Regions from separate parts of the Mus musculus genome. Here all the other regions are linked to region 1. Evidence: chromatin contacts called from public Hi-C, HiChIP or PLAC-seq and promoter capture Hi-C data. All regions are on one chromosome and are shown on one strand. Each heading gives the region's core, a stretch centred on a gene start, on an enhancer-like site or on the middle of the called end of the contact. The rest is flanking DNA. Distances are from core to core; before and after follow the strand shown. Region 1 holds the start of Barx2 (BarH-like homeobox 2). Region 2 holds the start of Tmem45b (transmembrane protein 45b). Region 3 holds the start of Kcnj5 (potassium inwardly-rectifying channel, subfamily J, member 5). Region 4 has its middle 41 kb from the start of Gm31408. Region 5 overlaps Tmem45b (transmembrane protein 45b). Region 6 has its middle 91 kb from the start of Gm31408.

Evidence for each region. Promoter capture Hi-C pulls out the DNA fragments that hold promoters and counts their contacts. A called contact is a pair of places that touch in the nucleus more often than the background predicts. HiChIP or PLAC-seq counts read pairs in DNA pulled down with a chosen protein or histone mark.
Region 2: a contact with region 1 is called in an H3K4me3 HiChIP or PLAC-seq map of embryonic stem cells, with 5 times the contacts expected there. The contact joins the promoter of Tmem45b here to the promoter of Barx2 in region 1. A contact is called at or near these places in 6 of 39 promoter capture datasets (embryonic stem cells, hippocampal neurons, liver and 2 more), 3 of 484 Hi-C or Micro-C datasets (all in embryonic stem cells), 5 of 115 datasets of contacts at active chromatin or transcription factors (embryonic forebrain, embryonic stem cells, intestinal villus epithelium and 1 more) and 3 of 9 other capture datasets (adipose tissue, embryonic stem cells and liver).
Region 3: a contact with region 1 is called in a Hi-C map of embryonic stem cells, with 2.6 times the contacts expected there. The contact joins the promoter of Kcnj5 here to the promoter of Barx2 in region 1. A contact is called at or near these places in 8 of 39 promoter capture datasets (embryonic stem cells, hippocampal neurons, liver and 1 more), 6 of 484 Hi-C or Micro-C datasets (all in embryonic stem cells), 5 of 115 datasets of contacts at active chromatin or transcription factors (astrocytes, embryonic stem cells, forebrain and 1 more) and 1 of 9 other capture datasets (embryonic stem cells).
Region 4: an H3K4me3 HiChIP or PLAC-seq map of intestinal villus epithelium shows a contact between it and region 1, with 10 times the contacts expected there. The contact joins the enhancer-like site here to the promoter of Barx2 in region 1. A contact is called at or near these places in 10 of 39 promoter capture datasets (the C10 cell line, cranial neural crest, embryonic stem cells and 6 more), 2 of 15 datasets of contacts at CTCF or cohesin (the NIH/3T3 cell line and stem cell-derived epiblast-like cells), 12 of 484 Hi-C or Micro-C datasets (the G1E-ER4 cell line, the HL-1 cell line, Sertoli cells and 7 more), 19 of 115 datasets of contacts at active chromatin or transcription factors (astrocytes, craniofacial prominence, embryonic basal ganglia and 11 more) and 2 of 9 other capture datasets (embryonic stem cells and pancreatic islet).
Region 5: a promoter capture Hi-C map of liver shows a contact between it and region 1, with 3 times the contacts expected there. The contact joins the enhancer-like site here to the promoter of Barx2 in region 1. A contact is called at or near these places in 9 of 39 promoter capture datasets (the 3T3-L1 cell line, embryonic stem cells, frontonasal cranial neural crest and 5 more), 1 of 484 Hi-C or Micro-C datasets (cortical neurons), 5 of 115 datasets of contacts at active chromatin or transcription factors (astrocytes, embryonic stem cells and stem cell-derived neural progenitor cells) and 1 of 9 other capture datasets (embryonic stem cells).
Region 6: a contact with region 1 is called in a Hi-C map of epidermal suprabasal cells, with 4 times the contacts expected there. The contact joins the enhancer-like site here to the promoter of Barx2 in region 1. A contact is called at or near these places in 14 of 39 promoter capture datasets (the 3T3-L1 cell line, embryonic stem cells, frontonasal cranial neural crest and 5 more), 1 of 15 datasets of contacts at CTCF or cohesin (stem cell-derived epiblast-like cells), 31 of 484 Hi-C or Micro-C datasets (the HL-1 cell line, Th1 cells, cortical neurons and 8 more), 12 of 115 datasets of contacts at active chromatin or transcription factors (embryonic limb bud, embryonic stem cells, fibro-adipogenic progenitors and 4 more) and 3 of 9 other capture datasets (adipose tissue, embryonic stem cells and pancreatic islet).

What each region holds. Positions count from the first base shown.
Region 1 is chr9:31,911,788-31,915,003 of GRCm38.p6, reverse strand. It overlaps Barx2 (BarH-like homeobox 2), which reads left to right and starts at 1,719. Exons shown (of 4, transcript NM_013800.2): 1 at 1,719-2,099. The coding sequence starts at 1,913.
Region 2 is chr9:31,462,254-31,465,818 of GRCm38.p6, reverse strand. It overlaps Tmem45b (transmembrane protein 45b), which reads left to right and starts at 1,581. Exons shown (of 6, transcript NM_144936.1): 1 at 1,581-1,653.
Region 3 is chr9:32,342,806-32,346,134 of GRCm38.p6, reverse strand. It overlaps Kcnj5 (potassium inwardly-rectifying channel, subfamily J, member 5), which reads left to right and starts at 1,791. Exons shown (of 4, transcript NM_010605.5): 1 at 1,791-2,031.
Region 4 is chr9:31,599,246-31,602,768 of GRCm38.p6, reverse strand. No RefSeq gene overlaps it. Among named protein-coding and RNA genes, the nearest start is that of Gm31408, 41 kb to the right of the region's middle. Within about 2 kb of position 1,473, at least 5 of the 459 cell types and tissues checked have an H3K27ac peak or open chromatin away from gene starts, as enhancers often do. A contact at or near this core is called in intestinal villus epithelium, where this site is marked.
Region 5 is chr9:31,430,543-31,433,900 of GRCm38.p6, reverse strand. Tmem45b (transmembrane protein 45b) reads left to right here. Exons shown (of 6, transcript NM_144936.1): 2 at 2,381-2,580. The coding sequence starts at 2,397. Among named protein-coding and RNA genes, the nearest start is that of Tmem45b, 32 kb to the left of the region's middle. Within about 2 kb of position 2,085, at least 51 of the 459 cell types and tissues checked have an H3K27ac peak or open chromatin away from gene starts, as enhancers often do. A contact at or near this core is called in embryonic stem cells and liver, where this site is marked.
Region 6 is chr9:31,649,274-31,652,488 of GRCm38.p6, reverse strand. No RefSeq gene overlaps it. Among named protein-coding and RNA genes, the nearest start is that of Gm31408, 91 kb to the right of the region's middle. Within about 2 kb of position 1,883, at least 21 of the 459 cell types and tissues checked have an H3K27ac peak or open chromatin away from gene starts, as enhancers often do. A contact at or near this core is called in the HL-1 cell line, epidermal suprabasal cells, muscle stem cells and 1 more, where this site is marked.

The sequences.
Region 1 (3,216 bases), core at 470-2,969:
CGGCAGCGAGTGTTGCGCTGGGTCCCTGGCCCCTGGCTCCTCGCGTAGCGGGTCGAGGCGACCGGTGGCGCACCCCGACAGGTCCTAGGCCCTCCGTCCTCCACAGCAGATAGTCCACAGAGTCCAGGGATAAAGGCAAGGACCTCAGCCTCTGGGGTACCTAGCTGCAGTGCTGGCTACCTATGTCTGGTACAGCAGAAATAAAAGCAATCTCAAGAGTTAAGAAGGAAAGAGAAATCAGGCAGAGGCAGACACACGAGAAATAAAAATCATTAATACGAGCTGATGCCCACAGCAAACGCTCGACTATGATTCAGTCTATTAATGCCTATTTTCTTTAAGTGTTTAATCATTAGTTCAGCAAGTTTGTTCCTTAGCGAGTTTAACCACCGGCCCAGGTGCGCGTCCCGACTTGCTTCCGCGGCTAACCATGCTCGGAGCGCGTAGCCACGGGATCAGTCGCACCGTGCGAGCGTCAGGCAAACACCATCGGCTGTTTTGTCCCAAATTCTGTGTCCCCGCTGTCCGTTTCTTTTCCAGCTTGCGCACACCACTTCAGGGGCACAGTCTTGGGGGCTGGGAGTGCACCCGGAGGTCGTTTCCCACGGCCGGCCGGCCGGCTGGAAGAGTCACTGACAGCAGGAGCTGTCCTAGGCGCTTAGGTGCGGGCCGGACGCTCTAACGCAAGGATTGTGGTTAGGAACAAAGTTCGTACAGACATTGGTAGGAACAGATTCTGAGATTAGGACGCTAGGAAGAAAGAGGCAAACCATCCCCCAATACCAGAAGTGTGTTATACCCCGGAATGGAAAGCGGGATTGGGCACTAGGAAAAGCCAGAATTTGGGCTAACTTTGGAAGGGCCGCGGGCACGTCGCGATCCCGCTGTTTTGGCCCTTTCTGGCAAAAGAAAACCGTTGTATGAACAGAATTTAAACACACACTCACACACACCACATTACTACCCTAGTTTATAATTGGGATAACGGAGTGTGCTAAATTCATTTGTAGTTTGGGGTCGTAGTGAGGCAATCAAGTTTGCAACCTTGGAGCAAATGCCCCACCTCGGGAGCGCACGGCTGCAGCGCGGGCTTCGGAGCTGTGGGCTGGGTTGAGAGAGGACACTGTGGTTTAGGGAAATGGCCCAGCGGGGACAAGTGAGGCTCGGTGGTCGTCGGAAAGCGCGCGCTCTGGAGCCCGGAGCTTCGCGATTCTGGATGAAGATGCCACTGCTTTATGGCAAGAGGTGTGGACATAGCTGCCTATAGGGTTGCGGGGGCGGAGGGGCGGGAGCGGTGCCCCCTTTAGCAGGACTGGCGCTAAGGGAGGACAGAGGGGCGATGCGACTCGGAAAAGTGGCGGCTAGACTCCTGAGTCCCTGGAGAAGGAGGCGCGCGCCCGCAGTCCTGCGCGTGCACACACACACACGAGCGCGCGCACACACCCGTACACACACCTGGAGCTGGGGGAGGGGGAAAGGAGAACCGGAGCGAGTGTCTTAAAATAGAGCCGCCTGGGGAGCGCTCGACTCTCGGATCGGCGGGAGGCAGCGGGCAAGAGCGGTCGGACCCGGGGTGCGCAGGTCAGCACCCCAGCCGCACGGGCGCGCAGGGGCGGGGTAGCGGCCGACGCCCCTCGGCTCGCGCTCCGCACCTGGCCCTGCAGGAAGTGCGCGCTGATTGACAGCTGCGGTGTCCCAAAAAGGCTGTAGTCAAAGATGCTGCTCGGCGGGTGGGTGTAGACGCAGCAGGCGCGCCCGTGCCCTCTCTGCTTTGCGCGCCTCCCCGGGCCCCGCCGCCCCTCTGGCTGCCGAGGAGCGGGGCTCAGGCCCCAGCCAGCGAGCCACCTCCTGCGGTCCCGGACGGCCAGGCGCTCGCCGCGCTCAGGTCGCCAGGCTCTGGTCCCGGCTCACCATGCACTGCCACGCGGAACTGAGGCTGAGCTCACCCGGCCAGCTCAAAGCAGCCAGGCGGCGCTACAAGACTTTCATGATCGATGAGATCCTCTCCAAGGAGACCTGCGACTACTTTGAGAAACTTTCCCTCTACTCTGTGTGCCCGTCGCTGGTGGTGCGACCCAAGCCCCTGCACTCTTGTACCGGTAAGACAACCGCTGGGCGATATAGTGGGCTGCTGTACTTTTGCCCGTGTGCGGTCGCCTCTGCTTTCCAACCTGAGAGCCAGAGGGACCAAAGGATTCTTTTCCTGCGTCCTTGCAAGAACAGACTCGCCCGCCAGTGGTGGGCATTCAAAAGCGTTTGCAACCGGGCCTGGGCAGGTACTGCTCCCTGGATGGGAGATGAGTTAAGACCAAGTGGTCCTTGGAGTGAGACGCCAATGTAGCATAACTGTCCTGGCTTCTTGGAGAAAGCGTCCTTCTCCCTGGCACTACCGGGGGTTTTAGTGAGAAACTTCAAACACTTGAACAGATTCAGTGCCTAGGCGGTTTCACGCAGTGAGCTTGTCAGTTTCAACTTTAATTTGGTGGTCTCATCTTTCACCTAGAGTTAGATTGCCCAGCCTCTTTTGTAATTTTACAGGTAAATCGGTTTCATGGGCTTCAAAATAAACTTGTGACTACATCAAACTTTACTTAAAATGATTGCCCTCAGGAAAGTAGTTTTGGGCTGTGCTGAGTTTTGACACAAGCAGAAAGGATAAACCCCTTGTTTGTTTTAAGTGACTAAAACCAACACTAGTAACAGTTTTTTTAAAAAAAAAAAAACCCTCAAACCTGGTTTCCTCTGTCCACAAAAACTAGACCAATAGGAAGGAAACAGAGAATTTAGTAATTACATTGAAAAAGTAGATCTGTAGGAAATCAATCCAAAGACATTTAAAACAGGGTGTACATTTAGAGAAGCTCTGGGTTTCAAAGTTCCCTGGCAGATGGGGATCAGGCTACAAAAAAGTTAGGTGGAGCTAAAACAGTTGAAAATATTTTCAAGGAAGTTCTTGACTGTGCTTTCCACTGAGAGCAAACAAGTGCTTTGGGCCTTTGGTTCTGTGCTTGCTGTATGACTGCCATGAAACAAACTCACGAAATTATAATTGGAAAAATGGAAGTGTGTGCCCACTGCAGTGGTTCCCAGACTTCTTTTCTGAACTTCGGGGATAAAAAGCTGCTAAATGTAATACTTGGAATTCCATCTCTCCCACGGTCCAGCCATGCTAGTCACTAAGTCTAAATAATAAATATGGGGAGAGGTTTTTCCCAA
Region 2 (3,565 bases), core at 332-2,831, 450 kb after region 1:
GATCCCCAGAATTCATATAAAATGCTAGGCGGGAAGCGGGCTGCACATCCCCGTATTCTCACTGCAGACAAGAGAGGATCCCTAAAGTTTGCTTGGCCCATAATCTAACTGAACAGGTGAGCAAGCTCCATAGTCAGTGAGTGACTTCATCTCAAAAATTAGGTGGAAGGTGAGAGAACACACCCAACATGGACCTAGCCTCCGCATGTACATACACACACACACACACACACACACACACACACACACACACACACACACAATCTCTGGGCTGAGGATGCAGTTCAATTGGTATTCTTCTAGCTTGTACCAAACCCTGTGTTCAACCACTAGAACTATATAAACCAGACACAGAGGGGTGCACACCTGCAATCCCAGTGCTTGTGAGGTACAAGCAGGAGGACCAGAAACCTAAAGTCATCTGTGGCTCTATGGTAAGGTAGAGGCACACCTGGGCTACATAAGACCCTGCCTCACAAAACATAAATGAAACTGTCAAAGCATCTTTACCAACCAGTAGCTCTATCAATAAAACTGCACACGGCTGTCTCGAGATCTTAGCCTATAAGGAAAGTAAAACAGTCCTGAGCAGAAAGCGTCAGAAGGAACTGGTGACCAAGTGCAGCCTCTCCCTGGCTGATGACTGTGTAGGGCTACTCCCTTTCCTCTGTTTCAAAATCTGCAGGTGTGGACACACTCCAGGACGGGACCTGATCCTTTGCTCTGAGGGCTAGTCCCCAAGCTGAGAATACAGATTTTTATATCGTTTTTGAAAACACAGCAGCTTTTCAGAGGTTCCTCTGCTAGTATCTCTCCCTGAGTTCTTTCTCTGAGTGTGCAGAGAGCTTTAGTGCTGGCATTCTCTTCATGTCTTTAGGAAGTACAAGGGGCAGCAACGGTGCAAAATAAGGTCAGTCTCTTAGCTACAAGTGCTACAGAGAGCAGCCACTATTGCAGCATCTTAAACACCACCCGGGAACTCCTCTCATGCCAATCCAGAACTGTGCCCACCTGACAGATTTTTGTCAAACGTGCACAAAGAAGATTGATTGGATGGATGGATGGATGGATGGATGGATGGATGGATGGATGTAGAAAAGAATAGAATGGAAAAGAAGAAGCCCACGTATCATCCACCGGAGCCTTCCTTGGCGGTGAGTGGTCAGTGACTATTTGTCCTGCGTGTTAGCTGTGGTTTTCCTGGCTGGAGAAATTCAGAGCTAGTCCCACTCAGAGCATTCCCTTCCTCCCAGGCCAGAAATCGCTTTGCATAACAGGAAGTCTCCATAAGTAGTGCACCTGGATGATCCAGGAACCTGGCTGGGCTTTCGGGAACACACTTTTAAAGGAGTGCCTGTGGTCCCCGAAAGCCTCTCTGAAGCAGGGGACTCTCTGAAGCAGGGGACTCTCTGAAGCAGGGGACTCTCAGAAACAGGGGACACTCGGAAGCAGGGAAAAGGTGCTTGGAAGAAAAGTACTGTGCTGAGCCACCTGAGGTCGTGCTAGCAGCAGGGTTAGGGCCATCTGAGGTTGCCAGCTCCTGCAGCGGGCGGGGCCGGGCGGGGCAGGGTGCAGACGCTTGCACCTCCTGGGCACCCGCGGTCACACGTGTGACCGAAGCTGGCAAGTGGACACCTCTGAGGCTCGGAAGAGGTAGGATTCCCGCTGGGTCAGGGGCTCAGGGCCGGGAGAAAGGGAGGCACCACCTGGGAAGGGAGGTGAGGATCCGGAGTCGGATCCTCAGGAAGGAGACAGAGAAGCGCTCACTCAGATGGAGGGAGGGTGCTGGAGTGCAGAGGGAGTCTAGTACCTAGGAAGCCGTTGGTTAGCCCCTTCGGGGCTAGGAGTAGTCCTCCTCACCAGCTCCCCCCGGGAGTTGCTCCTCTGTACTGTCCCCGGGGTCCTGGAACGATTCGGGTCCACAGCGTTACTGCGACTAGGTGACTAGGTGCGAAGCCTGGCATTCATTCTCAGGGAAGCAGGCGCTCCACCTTAGGTGGTGTGCCTATTAAGGAGACCTCGAGTTGTTTTCAGGGTGCCAGAATGACTCGCGCTCACTTGCACCCCATCTGTCGCTAAGACTCCATAAATACAGGAACCAGATACATTCCTCAGGCCGGGAAGTCTGATAATGAGAGACGGTTGATAACAGCTCCTCCAGGCCATCGTTTGGCCTCCGCTTCTAAAAGCCAAGAGTAAAGCCTTGGCCTTAGCAAGGAGAGCCTGAAAGTGGGGGCACCTGCCTGAATCCAGAGGGACTGAGTGGAGACAAGGCCCACCGTAATGGGAAAAAAAAAGATCTGTACTTCAGCAGGGAAAGGTGGGGCCTCATAAAATGGAACTTTAAAAGCGTAAGAGCAGTTGCCTCGCCTAAGGTCTCAGCAACGGCTGCTGCTTGCTGCTTCGTTCCATCTTTCCTGCCCCCCACACACTGCTCCCCCTGTCGCCCTTCCCTGGGTTCTATTTGACTTTGGGATTAGCATAGTTATCAAAGCTGGGAAGGCAGATGCATTTTATCTAACTACACACCTATCTAAATAGCTACTATGGTTTATTGTTCACAAGCAACCTACGCTTTCGGTTTTTTTGTCAATATGAGCTTTCTACGCAGTAGAGACTGGATTTTGAACGCCAAAGAGGCAGCTCTTTATGACAGTTTGTTGGCTTAGTAATAATGTGGTCACCTGCTGTTCTATAGTCTCCGGAAAAGACAAGAGACGGATAGTACCGCTGCACTGAATAGGAACCACTGTTTTAACAAAGGATGAGCATCGAGCAAGGTTTTATCTGGTTGCACAGTACCTGTAATAGTATTACAGAAACCAAACGTTCTTCCCTCTTACCAAAGAGCTTCAGTTTGCTCTTGTTTAGGAAGGTGGAAACAGGTACCATGGCGGCACTTTCCTTTGTATTCTGTGGTCCTTTCCCCTGCCTTCCTGGTGGATGCTGCCTCTGATGGCCAAGCTGAAGCTGTTGAATCTCACGGGATGCATCAGTCACTGTATCTGGTGTCTTCCCTGAAATGTTTTTGGCTAAAGCTATGACTTAATCTTAGCAAATGTTACTTTGAGGTGAGCACTGGAGAGGAGAGAGATTAAGAGGATTTCTGAGTCTTCCCATTACTTCAGGATGGTATCAGCTTCATGCTCAGTTGTACAAAGTGCAGACACCATGTATGATCAAGAGACGATCAAAGGTTATCACTCTTTTGCTTGTTGAACACAGTAGGTAAGGACAGCTTTGCCACTTAGAAAGCTACCTTCATAGCTGAAGTACCTGAGATTGCAAAACTTTTTAATTATAGGGAAATAAGTCACTGGTATGTTAACAAAAAATAGGTAGCTATATAAAAACATTTCATTTCCATATGTTTTACAGATGGTCATAAGACAAACAATAAATTGCTTACAACATTGCACCATACTTCAGTGAAAAATCAGAGGACACACACACATGTACTGAACTCTGAACTTTTCTACCCTTTTGACCACCCAGTTCCTTCTTCCTAGCCTTCTCTAGAGCTAGAAATGAAAACAGATTAAAGTTTAACTCTTTAGGTTTCTTT
Region 3 (3,329 bases), core at 542-3,041, 430 kb before region 1:
CTCCCTAAGCTCTGGCCGTAGGGCATCTTCTTAGTTAGTGACTGATGGCAGAGGGCCCAACCCACTGTGGGTAGTCCCACCCCTGGATTCTATATTAAGTCAGACTGAGCAAGCCATGATGAGCAAGCCGGTAAGCACCACCTTTCATGTCCTCTGCATCAGCTTCTGAGTCCAGGTTCTGGTCATGTTGAGCTCCTGTCCTGACTTCCTTCAGTGATGGACTGTGAATGTGGAGGCAGAAGCCGAATAAACCCTCTCCTTTGGGTGCTGAACCCCAAAAACTGTGTAACAGACAGAGAGATGTTAAGGTTGGGACTAGTGAAGGCACCAGCAGACAGCCACGTGCTGGCTCTCCCAGACAGCAGCCCTCCCTGTGCAGTGAGTGACATTCCTGTCTTTCCTACGGTTCATTGAAGAATAGAGTCCTCTATGCTCAAAGCCAAGAACAGTCCACAAAAGAGGGAGAGTGGGGTTTGTGCCTGCAATGAGAAAGACCTAGGCTGGGGTAGAGACTAACAGTGGATTCCCAGAAGGAAGGATATTCAGACCCCCAGAGCAGCAGCCAATGTGGTCTGTACATGGAGGCTGTCACACAGAAAATGAAATACATTCAAGAGATCTATGCAGAGAAGTAGAAACAGAATAATGTACAACGGACTGGAAGGTGGGTGGAACCTTGAGGAAACACGGGGGTTCGGGGGCCGGGGGCCTTTTAATGCCATCATTGAAAAGCTTTTTCCTTCAACACATGTACATAGGACGTTGCAACAGAAATGACATTATAGTTTTAATATTTTACAAGAAGAACTTTTGGGAACAGAGAAGAAAGTAGAGAGTGGGAGGAAAGGCCAGCCCCCTTACCTGAAGATGGTTCAGGTCTCACTTGCCTTTCAAGGGAAGGCCATATCCATTTCAATGAATAGCCATTCCCACTCACCTATAGACTACCCTAAGCAGAATGCTCCAACAAAAGACCCACTTCCCTTCTCCCTTCTCTAGACTTTCCCCTTCAGTTATAATCAGGTCCCAGTCTCAAGAGCCAGACCCAGTAACAGCTTAAGGTCCCCCCCTAGACTGTGACTCCGGACTTCCAGGGGAATGTCCCCCACCTGCTGCATCTGGCTTCTTGATAGGCAGGGAAGTTCGGACAACAGCCCCCTCAAAGTGCCCAGAATGACTGAGCAGGTGTTCCCCCCTCCCCTTGCAAGGCTCTGAGCCTGAATTTTCTGCCCTAAGAGTTTCTTCTGTCTGCTCCTCCGCACCCTCTAAACACAGGCACGCGGGCGCTCACACACGTGCGGGGGCGCTTACACACGCGGGCGATCACACACACACATGTACACGTGAGCTTTCCCACATATTCACGGGAAGCTCTCACACACATCTGGTGGCGCAGGTCTCTGACCCTCGCTTAAGCGTGGCCAGAAGCACAGGAGCATCAACAAGGAGGTCTTGGAGGGAGGTGGCGAAGGGGGAGTAGTGGGCAGGAGAGTAGGGAGGAGGCTGCCCGCTCTCTCTGGCCCTGCGTCCGGCACCGGACTCCTTCCAAGTGACTGTGACCCCCGATACCAACAGCCCCCACCCATCTCCACCATATACCCCATTGTGCAAGCATTTCTCCCATTGCTGCCTTTCTTTGTGGTTCTCCTTTGCCTGTGGCCCTTTAAATCGCGTTCTATCCAGAGATTCAATTGTAGGGGGACAGAGGGAGGAGAACCCGGGAGGGGGGGCGGGGGGACGGGAGGAGATGGGGAGGGAGAAGAGAGGAGGGCGGAGAGGAGAGGGACAGCAGAGAGCCTCCCGCTGTTCTCTCTAGATAGAAGGGCGAGGCAGACCGGTGAAGGGGCGGGAGGTTTAGACGCCTCTGCTAGCTGGACCTGCGACACCAGAGTGGCTCGGGGCGTCTGCCCGTCCGTAGGCAATGCCTGAGGCTAGGGAATCCCCTGGAGAGCCCTGAGAGCCACCTGCACCGCCTTGGAAGGATCTCCAGAAGTTAGCCCCAAGGGTTCGGAGAAGCTCTCTGCGCTACAAGTAAGTTGTCTCCTTTCTCTCGCGTCCCTCCCCCAGCCCAGCGACTCCCCAAACCGGACCCTCACTAGGTGTCCTGTGGTTCTAAAAGAAGGCTTTCCCCTACCGGAGCCTGTCGGGTTGAGACAGGATGGGAACAAGATCCGGTGGTCCAAAGTTCAACAAACTGAAGCTGGCCTTAGCTGCCGGCCTCCCCAAGATGAGGAGTCCAGCCTCCCCAGGACCATAAACGCCCTGCTCCCAGAACCAGACCAGGATACCTGCGGGACTGAAACCTTCCATCTTTGGCTTGCTTGGCCAGGCCTTGGGAGGAGATAGAGAGAACCTTGCTCCCAGAAACAGCTTCAGGTGGGGGCAGAGATGGTCGGGTAGGGCGACCCCCTGGACTGTAGACTCTCTGCCCCAGCTGCTTTCTAATCTAACTGCTTTGCGGTACCAGTCTTCTCAGAATTGGTCACTACCTGTATGCTTTCCTTCTTTTGAAAACATTTCTGCAATTGTTCAAAAGAAGGGTTAAAGATAAAAGGTGGAGGAAGACAAGCTATAGCATTTTCCTGATGGTGGCTCTCCTTGGAGATCTGCTCTGTAGCACCTGATTCTGCCAGGGCCTCCTTTAAACGCAAGGGCAGGCCACTAGGAGGGGGGTTTCTAGCCTGGGACTGTGGAGCAGTGTTCAGTGTTGGCTTCTCGAAATTTCATGGGCTATTCCCAAAAGGCAGTGGAGACTCTAGCCTGCCCAGCATCCATACCAAGATCCCGGGGCGCTATCGAGGGGAACCTTTCAAACACCAGGCAAACAGTGGGAATGCAAATGCTCACTGTGACTCTTCTCAGTTAAACGGAGACTAGCAAGCCTGTCCCACAGCACAGAAATGGCAGCTCTGAGAGGGTGAGTAACTGAGATTACAACGGGAGAGTCTCCACAGTATCTGACTCCAAAGTGTAGCTATTCTTTCTCCTAAGCAAGCTGCCTGGGCCACCGAGCATGGGAATCCCTGCGGAGAAGCAGGGGACAGCAGCTAATATTTACAGAACCGGGGTGTTGAGCTGGAACGGGGTCCTGGGAGTTAACCTGTGGGGCAGAACTACGTTTTCTTGCTTTCTAGAGGGAACTAAAGTACACGGATGTCTGAGCTCTAAAGGGAGGTTCTAATCTTCACAGTCCTTGCCAGCCCCTGGCTTCAAATCCAGAGCTTATTACCAAACACTAACCCTGTAAGGTATACCACCTTCCTGGGATCCATGCCTTTGCTTAGCAATAGTCTCTCTCCACCTCCTTTGTTATTTGAGACACAGGTTAT
Region 4 (3,523 bases), core at 224-2,723, 310 kb after region 1:
TTGCTGATCCTCAAGACTAGGATCAAAGAGACTGAGTCAAACCCTTGGTTACTACAGTTCTGAGATTAGCACAACCACTTGAAGGTAGGTTTCCCATGTACAGGGCATTCTTTGACATTTTGATACAACATAAAACCCAAGGGAGTAAGGTGTCTCCATTTCTATCATTTAATCATCTTACCCATTAAGGTCATGTTGACTGATTCAATAATGCTAGAAGCCACACTGTGGGCAGTTGTGTTCCACAAAGCCTTTTTAAATGTTGTATATGTGTAGGTGTTTTCCCTGCATGTGTGTGTGTGTGTGTGTGTGTGTGTGTGTGAGTATGTGCATACGCAAACACCACATGCAATCCTTTTGACCTACAGAAGCCAAAAGAGATCAGTAGATACCATGAATCAGGAGTTACAATGGTTGAAAGCCACCATATAGGTTCTGGGAATCAAACCATGGTCTTCTGCAAGAGCAGCCAGTGCTCTTAACTGTCAAGCCATCTCTCCAGACCTTCCCTAACTTTCTCCATCTGTTCCTGTCTTTTGTGATGGTGATATTTCCGAGCTGCATGGGAGACATTTTGTAGACAGTTCCTTGTGACTGATTCTGGCAATTCTTTGAGGAAAAGATGCCACAATGTGTTCTTATTGCATTCGCTTGGATGAATGTCATTACAGTTGACCTCATGTCAGCTGGTGTGAACTTGAATCACCTCATTAAGGTGTTTTTCCAAGTTCTCCACTAAAATGTTGCTCTTTTTCTCTAGCCAGGAACTAAGAAACTCCACCCTCATCTAGCCTTTGTCACTCCTGCCCCTTCTCACCATCCTTGACATTGTTTCTTGGGTGAGCTAACTACAATGGGTGCTGCCAACTGGTGACGCCCCAGTTTTGCCATTCCTTCCGAGTGCACTGGTTGGAGGGAGTCCTCTCTTTCTTCACTCATTCATTCATTTATGTTTATCTGTCTGACTCGTGGATTCTGTTTTATCCACTTGTACAGAATCCATTGCTAATGCTCGTCTTCATGACACATAAAGGCATACTTGGTCATTGGGAGTCCCCTCATGAGAGCTCCTTTGTCCTTCCTCCACGTTCAATCATTCCTTAAATACTTTCTGACTTTCCAGAGTAGCCAAATAGCTCAGATACTTTCTGGACTTTGTCAGACACAACCTGATCATTTCCTAAAGGAGTCTTGGCTCCCCTTAATGAAGAAAAGGATTTAGAAGCTCAGAAGTAAGCATTAAGCCTGCTTATCACTGTAGGGATAAAGCCCCCCCCCCCCCCCGTCCTCTCTGGGGTAAGAATACACACATACACACACACACACACACACACACTGTTTAAAATGAAAGTAGATTAATAGTTGCTGAAAGTACATAAGTTAAAATTTATCAAGTTTCATTCTAAGTATGCAAACCATATGCAAATCAGACCTCAATTAAGCTGTAAAGGAAGATAGCACCGTTCCTTATCTGACAAGAATAGAGAGGTCTGGAAGGATGAGACAGAGAAAAGCCACGTGATAAGACGTTAATGTGTGAGTTTTGCTGTGGTTTCTGTTAATGAAGGCCACCAGAAAATAAATGTTTGTCTCAACACTTGAGGGGGACACTCACCATGGAAGATCCACGGGACATGGCAATAAAGAACATTAGGAAAAAGGAGATTACATATGACTGGGGGTGGGGACTAAGGAAGTCAGTGCTCACTCGACATTGGACTGTGGGCTACAGAGTAAGATCTGATCTCTAAAACATTAGCGATAAAGGTTGACTATTCTATGACAGATTATGTAATTAATCTAATCTGTAGAGAGTACAAATGAACAAGGGCAAAGCTGTATTTGGAAAGAATAGGAACGTGGCCATTAGTTTTCCAGCCAAGTCAGGCAAGTGTTCACCATTTCTCATAAAGCATAGTAATTTGCTTTTGTTCCATGTTAGACAAAAGTAAGAAGTGGCTTGGCTTCGCCTCTGTTTACTGTGACCTCAGAGTAGTCTAAGGTTTGTATTTTGTGTAGTTGTGTGCATCCAGTAGGCTCAGCTGTAAATACCAAATCAGCTTTTGAATGTCAGTACTCTCCTCCTATCCTGTCTCTGCCTCTGTCTCTGTCTCTGTCTCTGTCTCTGTCTCTCCCTCTCTATCTTGCCCCTCGTCTGTCTCTCGTGTCTCTTTCTCTCTGCCTCTGTCTCTGTCTCTGCCTCTGTCAAAGTAAGGACCCTCCAAAGAGGACAGACATTTTTGATGTTCATTGCTTTGATTCTGTTAGTAAAATACATATGCCTGAATAAATAGTATGGGCCATTAAGGAAGAAAATGGCATCCTTTTTCACCCCTTGCACTCCACATCCCTGGATGGCTGTACTTAATCAATACATATAAATGCATAGGATATAGCCAGACTGTCTGCTCCCCTGGCATATAGGGCCTGTGAGCTCCCATGCTGTTGCTGTCTTCCCAGTCTTTGCAAAACATTTAGTACAGGCACACTTACCTGGGGCACCTTCAGTTATTCACACAGCAATGAGCATTCAGTTAGTGACAGGCATAGTATGTGGAAATGTATAAACATGGTCCAGATTAACTGACTAAAGGACAAACAATCAGTTTTATGATACAGGTTATAGCTTATTTATTTATCTTTGGGTTTTTTATTTTTATTGTATGTTTATGCTGTTTTGCCTGCATATACTTCTGGGCCCCCTATATGTGTCTGATACCCACAGATGACAAAAGAGGACATTCTTTGCTCTAATACTGAAGCTACAGACAGTTGTGAGCTACCAGGTGGATGCTAGGACTCAAACCCAGATTCTCTGGAAGAGAAGCCAGTACTCTCAACTGCTGAGCCATCTCTTCAGCACTTTATCTTTCTTATGTTCATTATTAGTGCATGTATGTTTGTGTGAAAGTGCATGTATGTGTGTGACCTCCATTTAATCCCTGATGATTGCCTACCTCCATCTTCAAAGTACTGAGATTGCAGGTAGAGACACCACACTAAACGTATATGGTGCTGGGAATCAAGCCCAGAGTCTCTCTATGTTAGGGCAAGCACTATACCAACTGAGCCACATCCCTGGCCTCTATAACTTAAAAATTTTAAAGTACACAGAATACACTGACCTGAGCTCAGAGACAACACAAAAGCTGAACTGGGACAGGCACCCCTCTTGGGGAGCCACACCGCACCTTTCCCGCTCCCCGTCTCTATCTCCAGAGGACCCAAAGCAAGACTGTAAGTGCAGAAGGAAGAGGTTTGAGAAAGGAAGTCAGATTCTTTGTGCTCGGCAGTCTCCTAGACTGCTATAGGCCCAGCCTAAGGTCAGAGGTGTTTAAATAGTTCAATGAACTTGAGTTACTATATAGTAATCCAAAACTGTAAGATTATAAAATTTAAGATTTATGAGGACCGGGAAAGTTTCTGCCAATGATATCAATAAGAGCAAAAAAGAAAGTCAAACAGGCAGTTGCAGGCCAGCCTGGGCTACAGAGCAAGACACAGTAGTCTTTAAAAATGGAGC
Region 5 (3,358 bases), core at 836-3,335, 480 kb after region 1:
TATGAAATACGGAGCCTTAATTTTGTACAATAAACTTTTATTTGTATTCTGTTTACTGGTTTATTGTCCTATCATCAAACACTTATTTTTGTACAAACCTGAAAATGTGTAAAACTCAATAATGGCGTTTAGGTTATTTTGGAGCAGCTAATGATACAGAAGTTGAAGGGAGCAGATTCCAGCAGCCAGTGAGCAGCAGCATGTTAATAGTAAAATGATCGCCCTGCTGTGAGTAAACAGGACATTTGCTTCTGTCCAAAGTACAGTGCTTTGCTGGATGGAGTAGGGATCACACAGTATTAGTGGCCATGTGATAGCAGCTGCTTACTGTTGTCTAGAAAAACAGGAAATAAAATTGCTGCCTGCAGTGTGAAAAAAAAAAATCTGTAATGGCTGGGGTCGGAGAGATGGCTCAGCAGTTAAGAGTACTAGCTGCTCTTCCAGAGGACATGGGATTGATTCCCAGCACCCACACGGCAGCTTAAAACTGTCTGTAACTCCATTTCCAGAGAATCAGGCTTTCTCTTAGATATGAATGCAGGCAAAATACTCATACATACACACACACCAAAAAAAAAAAAAGTAAAATTAAATTTGAAAAAAAAAATATGTAAAAAGCTTTATAATTAACAGTCACTGTATAGCTGCCAGCTTCCTGATTTATCTCCATCTCTTAGACTTTTGGTTTAATTACATTGTGTTTCTCTGGGTGTATGTGCTGTGATGTGCCTCTGGAGATGAGAGGACCTGTAGGAGTGGGTCCCACTTCTTCCACCGAGACTGGGCACGGGTCAACAGGCTCAGCAGCCAGCATCCTTTACTGGCTGAGACATTTAACCAGCCCCTTTTTCATCATTTTGACATTAAAAAAAATGCCTACAGAGAGCTGGCCCCACCTTTCGTCTGCCGTGAGGTGGTGTGGGCACAGCAGGGATGGCTTCCCACAATCCCTTGCTGGTTTTAGAACTCAGTAGAGCAGGCTATGTGCCTGGACTGGCCAGCACTGGTGGTGCCAGTGCAGGCGAGCCCGCCCCGAGGGCATGAGAGTGGGAGAGCTTGCCCCACCCCTTATTGGCTGTGGCACTTGGGTAAGCTAGCCAGGCAGGCAGGCTGGCCCTAGTGAGATGGGTATGGGAGAACTGGTGGGCTGACCAACTCAGCTCCTACTCAGGCCCAGATCCAGGGCTTAGGGTTGGCCCACCCTAACATCTACCCCTTCTATGAACTACTGGGGCATGTGAAGGAGCCAGTCCTGCTGAGCCAAAGCTGCAGGATCTCTATGACACAGATCAACAACAAGATATCAGAGAGGAGTCCTGGTGGAGATCCAGTACTGGCAGTGTAGCAGAAGCCAGAGGCCTTGAACCAGACCGCTGAATGACTCATTACAATGAACGTCTGCAAGTGAAGGGGGTTGGACAAAAAGGGTGTATGACACTGTGACACAGTGCAGCTCCCATGATGAGATTTTTGTTCTCTTATTTTTCCTTTGGCGGGGGCAGGGGTCACAGGGGCGGAAGGCAGACACAAAGGGGCAGGGACATGAGTGGAATTGGGGTGCATGATGTGAAATTCACAGAGAATCAATAAAAAGCTTTTTTAAATTACTACATATAAAGTTTCTTCTCTCTAATCCTCTCGTTCGCATCTGTGCCTAGGAAGATATCTTTACACTGAGTCAACAAATACTGACCTGGCCTCCATTTCTCCCCACCAAACTTATTTATTTTCACAGCCCCGGGCCCGGCAGTGTTCTCCCCAACCCCAAATTACCTGGCAGACAGTACTATTCTAGTGATTTAAGGGCTTTTCACATAAAAAGCCTTGATCTTGCTGGTGTGGCTTACGATCAATTCTGCTTCTTGCTACAGTGTGGAGGGGATGGTGCTTTGGAGGCAGGGTTTCATGTCGCCTAAGCTGGCCTTGCCTTTATTAAGAAGGGGAGGATGACCTTGAACTCCTGACCCTCTGGCTTCCACCTCCCAAGGGCTAGGACTAAAGGCATGCAGTGCACCACTATGCCTGGCTCAAAATACACAGAGTAGAAAGACTTCTTGTCTATCGCGTAAAACAGCTGGGTGTGTTGTGTATCCTTGTGATCTCAGGGCCAGGGAGACAAGCGGATCTATACAGCTCATGGGCAGGTCAGCCAGCAGAGCATACTTAGTGGGTTCCAGGCCAATGAGAAGTCCTGTGTTAGAGTAAGGTGGATAGTATCCCTCAGAAGTAATACCTGAGGTTGTCCTCCAGCCTCTACACTCCTGTCTCTGTCTCTCTCTCACACACACACACTCCACATGCACACATGCACCTATATGTGTCTATATGTACATATATGTCTTCATCATTCAATCACCTAACTGCAATCCTCATCTCTTAGGCATCCTGGAACAGCGATGGCAAACTTCAAGGGCCATGCTCTCCCAGGGAGCTTCTTTCTAATAGTGGGGCTGTGGTGGTCAGTGAAGTACCCACTGAAGTACTTTCACCACAAGGGCTTGAAGAATAACAGACTGAGCCGTCAGCAGGAGCGCATTGAGATCATTGAAGGTGCAGTGAAGACTCTGTTTGCAATCATTGGTAAGAACAGAGTCATTTTCTCTTCACATCCAGATCCTTCAACCTACCTCCCAGATCCTGTGAAATAGATGTTTTACTAGCAGAGATAATAGGACAGGGTCTAGATGACTGCTAGTCTGTTATATTCTAATATCCATGTGTGCAAAGCTTTATACTAATAGTTAATAGACCCTCCTATTGTATACACTATGAATAACTACCAAGTAAACTAGTTTTTGCCCTATGAAGTTATAGGAACAGAACAAATACTAATGGAAGTCCAAGGATCTAGCAGTTACTCAGTCTCACGCAGCAAGCAGGCGAAGGAGCAAGAGCAAGAGCTAGACTCCCTTCTTCCAATGTCCTTATATTGTCTCCAGCAAAAGGTGTAGCCCAGATTAAAGGTGTGTTCCACCACACCTTTAATCCCAGATGAAAGGCATAGCCCAGATTAAAGGTGTGTTCCTTAACTCGGAGATTCAATCTTCTGGAATCCATAGCCACTATGGCTCAAGATCTTCAAACCAAGATCCAGATAAGGATCTCCAAGCCTCCAGATAAGGATCATTGGTGAGCCTTCCAATTCCGGATTGTAGTTCATTCCAAATATTGTCAAGTTGACAACCAGGAATAGCCACTACAATCCACCCCTTGTCAACTTGACACAAATATCTCATGTTCACATGAAACAATAACAAGGTTGTAAATACGCCTAACATGATATAACTATCCCTCGTACAATCACAAACGCATTAGTAAATTTACAATGGGCATTCATATTACTTTATAATCCTCGTTT
Region 6 (3,215 bases), core at 634-3,133, 260 kb after region 1:
ATTTTATACAATTTCACTCCGGACTGGTGGGTTTAACACTGGCTTAACTGCTAAGGGAACCAGACAGCCTTGGGTGTATTAAAAGCCGACCACATTTCATACAGCTTCCAACATGATGGTTGTCAAGGCGATCTCTATAAACTTTCCACATTTAACACTGTAAGTGTACGAGGGGCGGAGAGAATGTGTTGTAGAATCTCATTGCCCCAGGCTGAGTTCAACACTGGTCCAATTTGTGCCAATGAAACTATTCTCCTGATTTTCTTTATTTTCATCTTCCTGAGATAAGACATGTCCTCTTGGGTGGAAGGTGTCCCTTCCTAGATTTGATTACACTCAGACCCTTCAAGAAGGAAGGATTGATCCACCTTTGCCACCTGCGTGGCTGGTTTGTATATAGGGAAGAGGCTGATGTGGGAGTCCCTCCCTTGCAACTGGAAGACATGAGGCTAGGGTGTACAAAATAACCTACTCTTAGATTATAGTAACCAGTAGGGAGAGCTGAAAATAACTTGAAGTACTAGGGCCTGAGCCTCAACATGCTGGGGATGGATAGAGCAAGCCAGCAGAAAAGAACCCCCTTTTCTGGTGTAACCCCAACCCCTTCTTTACCAAGAACTGAAATTCAGAGAAAAGCTCTAACTTTCTCACTTACGCTACAGGAAATCTCACTGTTTGGGTTCAGTGTGATTGCCTTACCTTCTACCAAACATACAGCTCGGTTAATTCACAACAATGGCCTTTGTTCAGGAATTCTAAAAGCCAAGAGACAGCAGGCAAGGCTCTTGCTCCCTGCCCCACACTCAACTAACTATACCAACCCCATATCCAGAGTCCCAACAAATGATGTAAGCCAAAAAAGCAAAGAGCACGAGGCACGGCACGTGTTTTCCATTCAAAGGCTGATTAGCTCGTAGGGTAGCCTTAAAGGAACAGACGAAGCACAAGAAGATGCTACAAAATGCAAAGAGAATAATGGATTCGTTACATGGAAGGAAGGAATAAAACCCTGGCTTCTGGAATCTCGGTCCTCAAAGCTCAGATAAGTGTGTCATTGATAACAGAATATATAGAATATGTCTCTTTTCTCTAGCCATGTTCCTGTTTACTTCCTCCCTAGTCAGTTGATGACACATTTCATAGAAGCCCAGATTTAAGGCAAGTCTCCAGTGTCTGTTTCTCACATTGATATCACTCAGGCCTCTTCCATAGGAAGCCTTGGGCATCACTGTCAGAAGCATGTGAGATGTATGCTCCAAGGTTCTAGAAGATACCCATTGGGCAGACCATCCAAAAAACACACATTGCAGCTTAAGAGCTGCACTGTCTCTTCCTCCTCGCACGGTCAAGCAGGACAGTCCCTGATGTTCATGGAAGTCTCTCTGGAGCCTAGTGACAGACTGGTAAGTACTGTGCAAGCTTTCCAGTGATCACAGATGCCTGGTTAGGAGAAGCAGCCCCTGCTGAGCTTCCTGTGACTCACCTCACCCTCTGTGCACACAATTCTTTTTTGTCTTGCCTCTGAGAAGGGCACACTGCCCGATGGAAAGTTACTCCCGGTGGGGCAAGAGGCAAGGCCTGCTCAGATGGTTTATAAGCACTCTAGAGCCTAGGCCATCCCCTGGTGATTTACAATGTTTGATTTCTCCCTGGGACAGAGGAGTGCTCTGTAAATCAAACCTGTCTTGGTTTGTCAACCCGTGTCAGTGTTTGCTGAGTCCTCAACTCGAAGGCAAGTTGGAACAGCGTGGACACCTTGGCATCGGGCTTGTTCCCCCCTCTGCAGCTTCCCATTTTGATGAAACAATTCTAGGGTGAGGTTGGCCCTAGGAGTTATTTCTCTGACTCATAGTCCCCTCGTTCTTTTCACACACTCAGAATGCAGCAAGTCCCTCATAGCCCTGGGCCGAGAAAGAGGCCAGGGTTGGGGCATAGCCCTTCTAGGGTCCACTCCCAAGGCTGAGAAGACAAACAGGGAGGTGACTCTCCCAGGTTGTTCTTTCATCACCTCAAGCCATTTGGGGACACCATTACCACACACTTCATGGAAAAGCCTCAAACTGGTTCTAGCACTCCGAGATGTGAACAAGCCTACATGCAAAGTTGGCGGAGTTAATCCAAGCAGAGAGGGAAGCAGCTGTTTGGGTGTCCTTTTGGATGAGATGAGGCATTAGGAGGACCCTACATCTTTAGAGACCCTGGCCAATGTGAGAAACGGACCTTACTTCAGAAAAACGTTTGTTCAGCTATCATATATCATGCTTTCTTTTCCATCGTCTGATCCAGCAGCCATTTACTCTGTTGGCACTGAGTAGTGCCTTCAAGAACCTCACAATTTGAACAACAGACACATAAATAGCTTTGATACGCGGGTAAGGCACCATCTTTCCCTCCCTAGGATGCACACACACATGCTTTCTCTAGAAAACAGGTTCAGTATGGTTAGAGATCTCCATGCATGGGCTGGGGTCACTGGACTATTTGAAGCGGGGGAAAAAAAGGGGAGCTCGGACACCTGGGTGAGAACCTTGGCAGAAGGGCCCTTTCCCCGGCCACTTTCAGGGGTGTAAGGGGGGCAGGCTTTCACTCTTCAAGCTTTGCAAGGCTTGACTCATTCAACATGAAACAGAAAGAGTGTTGAAAGACACAGCACCTGGCCTCCACATAGGAGCTGGCCACTGTCACACTGTCTGAGGAACAGAGAAAATATCAACTATTCACATCTCAGGATTCCCACGATCTCGGTCCAGCACGTTGACTGGCCTTCTACGGCTTTGAGCACGCCTCTGACTTGGGACACCTCAGAAATTCTTTGAATGCGATATAGAAATTGATTTACTGGAAAGGGACTTTGATAATTATTAGGATGCACATCTGGGTGGTGTTCATTCACTAACTTATTCATTCACCCTGCCTGCATTTCACAATTACATTTGGATTTTGCTATCTATGGTTTGGATCTGGTATGCCCCCCAGAAGGCTTCCGAGTTAGACTTGGTCCCTGGCCTGTGGCACTACTGGAAGGTAGTAAGAACTTTAAGAGGTGATGCTGGTAAGTCTTAGGTGGTTGGGGTCATCACTTTGAATAGAGCCCTGGGACCATAGTTTCTTTCTCTTTCTCTTTCTCTTTTGTGTTCCAGCCATGAGAAAAAAGTTGCGTTCTGACTTAGATTGTCACTGTCATGTGCTGTCTAACCACAGGAACAAAGGCACTG